2 separate regions of the Oryctolagus cuniculus genome follow, and region 1 is linked to region 2. The links are chromatin contacts, called in public Micro-C maps. All regions are on one chromosome and are shown on one strand. Each heading gives the region's core, a stretch centred on a gene start, on an enhancer-like site or on the middle of the called end of the contact. The rest is flanking DNA. Distances are from core to core; before and after follow the strand shown.

Region 1 (3,210 bases), core at 483-2,982, 290 kb before region 2:
TCGCATTAAATGTTGCCAACCCTGACTGGCACAGGAAATCTCTGTAAGTGCAAGTATCCCTGAGCCCCTACAAACATGCATCAATTCTTGGCTGAACGTTTCATAAAAATCCGAATTTTCTATCTTAAAGCTAAAATGTGAGTTAAATATCACCAACAAGACTGCACAGCCTTCATGGTAGGGGCTGCATGATATGGGAAATTACACCGCCACTTAAAGAGAACTTCTAGAAGCTCCACAACACCGGACGTGATCCCTGAATTGTATTTGTTAACTCCCCTCCCAAGATGTCAACGCTGAGATCCTGAAGTCCTCAGTTTCCCCTACAACCATCCAAGGGTTTTCTTCCCAATCAGGCAGGGAGAGAATGGATGGATGGATGTCACCACTGCATTTAAAAGGACGCTGGTGCATCCTATTTTGCAAAGTGTTGAAGAAGGGAATTAAGTTGCAATAAGAATGAATCAGCACAAACCCATCACCAACTTAAAAAAAAAAAAAAAGTACGTATTCTGCTCCCGGCGGGTTTAGCGCCCTTGTGTCGACGTTAACATCTTTCTGCCTCAACAAGTTCGCGCCCGCAGGTGCAAGGCGGCGTTCAGGACGTGGAAAACGGGTACTCAGGGCGGCGACTACCCAGGTCTGTCACAGACGCAGAGTGACCTTAGGGGCCTGAACAAAAGAAGTCATCAAGCCTTAGGCCCCGGGGCTGGGAAGAGGAATCGGCACGAAGCGGGAGCGCGGAGCAGCAGGAAAGGACACCTAGGTGAGGGCGAGGGGTTTTGTCAGCCTGCAGCACGGTCCCGGTGCCCGCGGCTCGGGCGGGCGCGGCAAGAGCGAAGGGAACCCGACTCCGACGCCCACACAACGTGCTCCCGCCATCCGCACTCGGTTCAGACGAATGCGATATTTACTTCCCGAAACTGCAATAAACTACGACAACACTATAAATGATCCCCTCCACCGCGTTCTTCAAAACAAGGAAAAGAATGAACAATCTCGTCAGAAACGGAGGAAAAAAAAAAAAAAGCCTGGGGTCCTCCCGCCACCCCCAACCAGGACCGAGCGCGGACGCCGGCCCGGACTCGGGCTCGCCCCGCGCTTCCTTCCCGGGACCCCGCTCGCCGGCCGGGCCTCCGGGGGTCCCGTCCCGCACCGCCCCGCAAGCCGGGCGCGGCCGGGGGGCGTCCCGGGGACCCCGCGACGTGTGGACGGTGGGGGCCGGGCGTCCCCCGGGGCCGAGCACCGACCTGGGCGTCCCGCCGTCCGCTCGCGCCACCGCGGGCCCGCAACGGTGAGCACGGAATTCGGCCCTGCGAGCCCGCGAACGATTTTTTTTTTTTTTTTTTTTTTTTTTTTGCCTCTTCCCGCCCGATTTCCCGCGCGCTTCAGCCCCTCCCCCAGTCCCGACAGACGCCGTCTGCCCTCGAAGACGCCCCTGCGCCGCCCCCTCCCCGTGCGCGTGAACGAGGCCGGTTCTCGCGATACCTTCTCCCCTTCCCTCCCCCTAGGTAGCGAGTGCGCGAGCGAGCGAGGAGGAGGGCGCTCCAGGCGACGGCACTGCAGACGCCATTATCCTCTGTTTCTCTGCCGCACCGACCTCGACCTCCTGTCTGCGGGCTCTAGGTAATTGGAGTTACTGGGGCTTAGGAACTGCGGCTTTAGACACGGGCTAGGCCTCCCCGGAAGGCTGCGGCTGACTTCGTCCCAGCCCGGGTTTTCTTTCAGGCCCTTCGTGGCCTCACAGCCCGAAGGGAGGCGCCGGCGGGGGGCGGGGCTGTGGCCGCCGTGGCCCTGACTGGCGCGGTCGGCGGCCAATCGCTTCGCACTCGCGCCACCGCCGAAGCTCGCGCAGCCAATCGGGCGCGGCGGCGGGGGTAAGGGGGCGGGAGGCGGGGGAGGGGGGCTCGCGCTCGTTCTCTGTCTAGCTGTGACCGGCTGAGGCGGCGCGGCGGGCGAAGGGACGGCGGCCTCGCGCGGTGAGGAGCGGCGCCGAGCGGGCGGCGCGCGGGGACGAGGGTCGGAGCCCGGCTTCTCCGCTGGAGAGAGGCTTTCCCGGGGGCTGTTGGTGGTTGGCCGCTTCTCGGAGAGGGGGGGAGGGCAAACGGTGGCCGCCTCCCCTCCCCCACCTCCGCCATTTCCCTGAGCGTCTATCTGCAGTCCGCGCCGCGGTGTCAGACCCTCCGGGGGACCGCGAGGCACGTGCCTGCTTGGGGAGGGCCTGTAGTTAGGCGGCGTTGGGAGCCGGGCGCTGCGTGTGTGAGGAGAAGCGGCGGCCGGCGGTCGGGAGTCGGAGGCGGTGCGAACGCTGCAGCGCTCTTTGTGCGGCTCCCCCCGGGCCAGGGGTTGGGGGAACGGCCTCGGTGGCTTTGTCTCCTTCGGGCGCTGGCGGGGGTGGGTGGGTGCGGGGGACGCGATCGCGGGACCGCGTGGTGGGTGGGGGAGGGGGTCCGCGCTCGGCTCCGCCTCGGAGCACGTAGTCGCCATTACGCGGGCCGCCATTTCCTGTCGGGTCGCGGCAAGCGGAGGTGCGGCTTTTTTTTTTTTTTTTTTTTTTTTTTTTTTTTTTGCCGTCGGCTTTGGCCCTTTTCTGCGCCCGGGCCGGCTCGGCTATTGGCAGTCGCGGTGTCGGGAGGCGAAGAGGGGGCAGCGCGGGGGCGGGCGCTCCCCGAGTGGCTGCGGGGTCTGCGGAGTGGGGACTGCGGTGCCTCGAGGTTGAGCTGCGCGCGGCCCCCGCACTCTTGACGGTAGACGCTGCGTTTCAACTCCAGCCACCCTAGCTAAAACTCAGAATAGGACTGTGTGCCGGGCCGGGAGTTACCGTTTCCGTTAGCCGTTAGGAGACCAGTGTTAGGGAAGAAAGCTTTTTTTTTTTTTTTTAAGTTTGCGCTCTCTGGCCATTCTCGTGGAGCCGTTTGTCGACCCCTGTGGCTCCTAAGAAAAGCTAGGAGAGACCCCATGCCTTTCGAACACTGCAGAGTGTGTTTCAGGGTTCAGCTAATGGTTAGGGCGAAGTGTTTTAACCTAATTCACACTGTTCCGCCAGTTGTGGTCAAGGGTCCTGTTCAGTAATCAGAATGGTAGTAGCGGTTTGGGTCTGTTGCCGTATCGGGTTTTTCGATTCGTCCCCCTGGCTGTTGGATATGGCTTGCATCTGTCCTTGTATTTGTAAACTTGAGAGATTTCTGAGAATGGTCATCACTGGAAAGG
Region 2 (3,164 bases), core at 443-2,942:
GGTAGAGGGAAAATGTGTAGACTTGGGTATCTAGGAAAGTTTCAAAGAGGAAGGAGTAACAATAGGCAAAAGGCGGGGGATGGCGTGAAGCATGACCCCAGGGGAGAAAAGCATGTGACAGAATGGGAAATATCACAGGATGAGGGCAGTTAGGCATGTGAAAGCAAGCTGAGAGTCACTCTGGATGGATGAGGCAGCCTAGCCAAAGCATGCAGGAATCACAGGAAACCAGGCACCGGAGAGCTAAGGAGGTTGTCCAGTGGTGGCACCTTCTATGTGCAGAAGTATTGATTACTGCACACTACACATAACCAAGTAACACCCATCAGCAGGGGGCCCTTCTTCAGGTTGGTTCACAGTACTGGCAGAAATGCAGGTGCCACCAAATGCTATCTTCATTGCAATCTATACCTTCAGAACTTCTTGTAGATACAGTCCCCACAGGCTCCTGCTAAACAAACAAACAAACAAAAACCCAGTGTTTATACAACAGTATTTATTATAGAACGGGTTGGGGTGGGTATCGGGGTGAGCAGCGCGTGCATCGCATTCTGCGTTTTGACTGCCGAAACCTTTCCTGTCTTCCAGCCTGATTTAAAAAAAAAATCGACTATGACGTAGGAATTGCTTTCAGCCACGTCTTAGGCCTAAAGGAGTGCAAAAACAGTGTGTGTGTGTGTGTGTGTGTGTGTGTATGTGCTTAACCGGGGCCCTTGCGGGCGCTCAGGGTTTACAATTGGGCAATACTGCTTAATACAAGGTACTGGGCTGTACTTTGCTTGCAAGTCATCTTTAAACCAAACGATGACATAATTTGCAAACGCTGGCTTCTCAGAGGTACACTAACTTCCTGCTCCTGCGCGCACCGAGACAGGTTGACCGATCCTAGGTGTCACCTAAAACAGGAACTGGGATGGAGTAGGAAATGGACAGCGGCTGGGCCCCGGGGGAGCCGCCGCGACCTCGCTCGAGGGCGGGAAGCGCAGCCCCCAGCGGCGACCCCGCGGGTTGCGCAGGGGTCCCAAGCGCCCACTCCATCCTCCTCCCGCCGTGATGAACACCTTTCCCCCTCCTCCGTTAACTGTCCTCCAACTCCCGTGCCCAGAACAGCCACAACACGCCTTGACGTCTTCCACGCACGCAACACCTAGCATAGTGAAATAACAAACCCCCTCACCGCTAATTAACCCCCAGACGCTCCCCGCCACGGGTCCCGGACACGGAAACCTAAGTCGGGGAGAAGCCAGCAGGCCAGGCCAGGCGAGGCGAGGCGAGGCGACTCCTCGCCCACCGCAGAGTCGGGGAGCGACGTAAAAGGGTGGGGAGACTACCGGGATCACGAGCGCGCAGGCGCACACTCGGCCGCGGCCCTCAGTGGTCGAACCCCTTTCTAGTAATTTCGCTACCCGTGACGTCATCGCGGCGCGCCGCCACAGTGCGCCCGGACACCGCGTTTTATTTTTTGGTGAAGTGTGTGTGTGTGGTGAAAGGGGAGCTGTTAAAAAAAAATGAAAAGCCTCAACTCGCCCCATTTTGCTCTTTCTCCCACACTTTGGGCGGGAGAGGAAGAGACACCGAGCCGGAGCCCCCCAAAGCGCGCCGGCCGGGGGATGACTCGGCGCCGTCGCCGGCCGCGTTACCCGGCGTGCCCCGCGCGGCGCCGGCGCAGGAGCGTGGGGGAGGGGCGGGGAGGAGGAGGAGGAAGCGGCGGCGGCGGCTGCGGATGTCGCTGCGAGCGAGCGGCGGCTGACTCCGCGGCGGCTGCCGAGCGCCCGAGTCGGGCCTGCCTGCGCCGGCCCCCCAGCGAGCGCGGCTCCCCGGCTGCCAGGGCGGCCCCGAGGCGGCGTTGCCCTGCCTTCCCCGCCGCCCGGGCCGGCCGGCTCTGGCGTCGCCTGGCTCGCCCTCGTTCGCCCGCTCCCTCCTGCTCGCCTGAGTCACCGCCGCCGCCGCCGCCGCCATGGCCGAGAGTGGTGAAAGCGGCGGCCCTGCGGGCTCGCAGGACGGCGCCGCCGCGGCCGAAGGTGCTGGCGCCGCCGCCGCCGCCGCCTCGGCGGAGCCCAAGATCATGAAAGTCACCGTGAAGACCCCGAAGGAGAAGGAGGAGTTCGCCGTGCCCGAGAACAGCTCGGTCCAGCAGGTGAGGCGGCCGGAGCGGCCGGTTTCGGGTGGGCCTCGGGAGGTGCCGCGGGCTGCCCTGCGGGTCTCAGGCCGCCGCGGGTGGCACCCAGGTTGGGGGCTCGGTCCGCCGAGGTCCGTGTCGGGGCCGCCCCGCCGCGCCGGGCCCGGAGCCGTCCTCGCGTCCCCCGGTGCCCAGCTGCCCGCCCGCCGCCGCCTCCCCTGCAGCTCCGCACAAAGGAAAGGGACCAGCGGCTGCCTGCGGGCGGGGCCGGGGGTCCGCGCCGGTGCGGGCTGCGGTTTTGTGCGGCGGATCTTGGAGGCGGTGCGGTTGGGGTCGTGTGCGTGTGTGTGCTTTGTTCCACCTGCCCGCGGGTTGGGGTGGGTATCGGGGTGAGCAGCGCGTGCATCGCATTCTGCGTTTTGACTGCCGAAACCTTTCCTGCTTTCCAGCCTGATTTAAAAAAAAAAAATCGACTATGACGTAGGAATTGCTTTCAGCCACGTCTTAGGCCTAAAGGAGAGAAGCGGACGACTTTCGTTCATTGATGACTTCCTGTTTCTTTATTGTATTGCATTTGTGGTCTTTGGGATGCCCCGTCGGGTGGGGTTTTGTTTGCGTTTTAGAGGGGCTGCAGCGACTGAGCGGGTACAGCAGTCGTGAGTGGGTGAGCGGAAACAAAGTGGAGTTAGTGGAGATGAGCAGATACTCAGTGGTACGGATTCCGCGGGTCACCCGGGAAGCCCGCTCGCACGAGCACCCGGTCCCGGCCTGGGTGTGAGCCGGCCCTGGGGACGGAGCGCGGTGGGGCCGTGCTTGGTGGAGCGGTGAGGAGTGTGGGACCTCCTGATCAACTCCATCACTCTGTTTTTGTCTCCCAGCATCCTTAACAGTTTTCCTTGACATGTTTATATACGTGTAGAACGGCTGGAAGACGAGCCACGAGGGTGACCCTCGCCTGAGATCAGTGTTTTCCTGCATTCGCTCAGCTGTCTCCTCTGTTGTAATAGACTGCGTCTTGGATGTATTTCCGAGTTGCTGATGTCGG

What was found. A called contact is a pair of places that touch in the nucleus more often than the background predicts.
Region 1: a Micro-C map of ear pinna shows a contact between it and region 2, with 5 times the contacts expected there. The contact joins the promoter of RMI1 here to the promoter of UBQLN1 in region 2. A contact is called at or near these places in 2 of 6 Hi-C or Micro-C datasets (ear pinna and an unstated tissue).

The regions. Positions count from the first base shown.
Region 1 is chr1:134,953,928-134,957,137 of mOryCun1.1, reverse strand. RMI1 (RecQ mediated genome instability 1) reads right to left here and starts at 1,732. Exons shown (of 4, transcript XM_051833755.2): 1 at 1,489-1,732. It also overlaps a transcript of HNRNPK not described here.
Region 2 is chr1:134,664,107-134,667,270 of mOryCun1.1, reverse strand. UBQLN1 (ubiquilin 1) reads left to right here and starts at 1,692. Exons shown (of 11, transcript XM_070048911.1): 1 at 1,692-2,137. The coding sequence starts at 1,958. LOC138843811 (a long non-coding RNA gene) reads right to left here and starts at 1,364. Exons shown (of 4, transcript XR_011378822.1): 1 at 1,178-1,364; 2 at 270-448.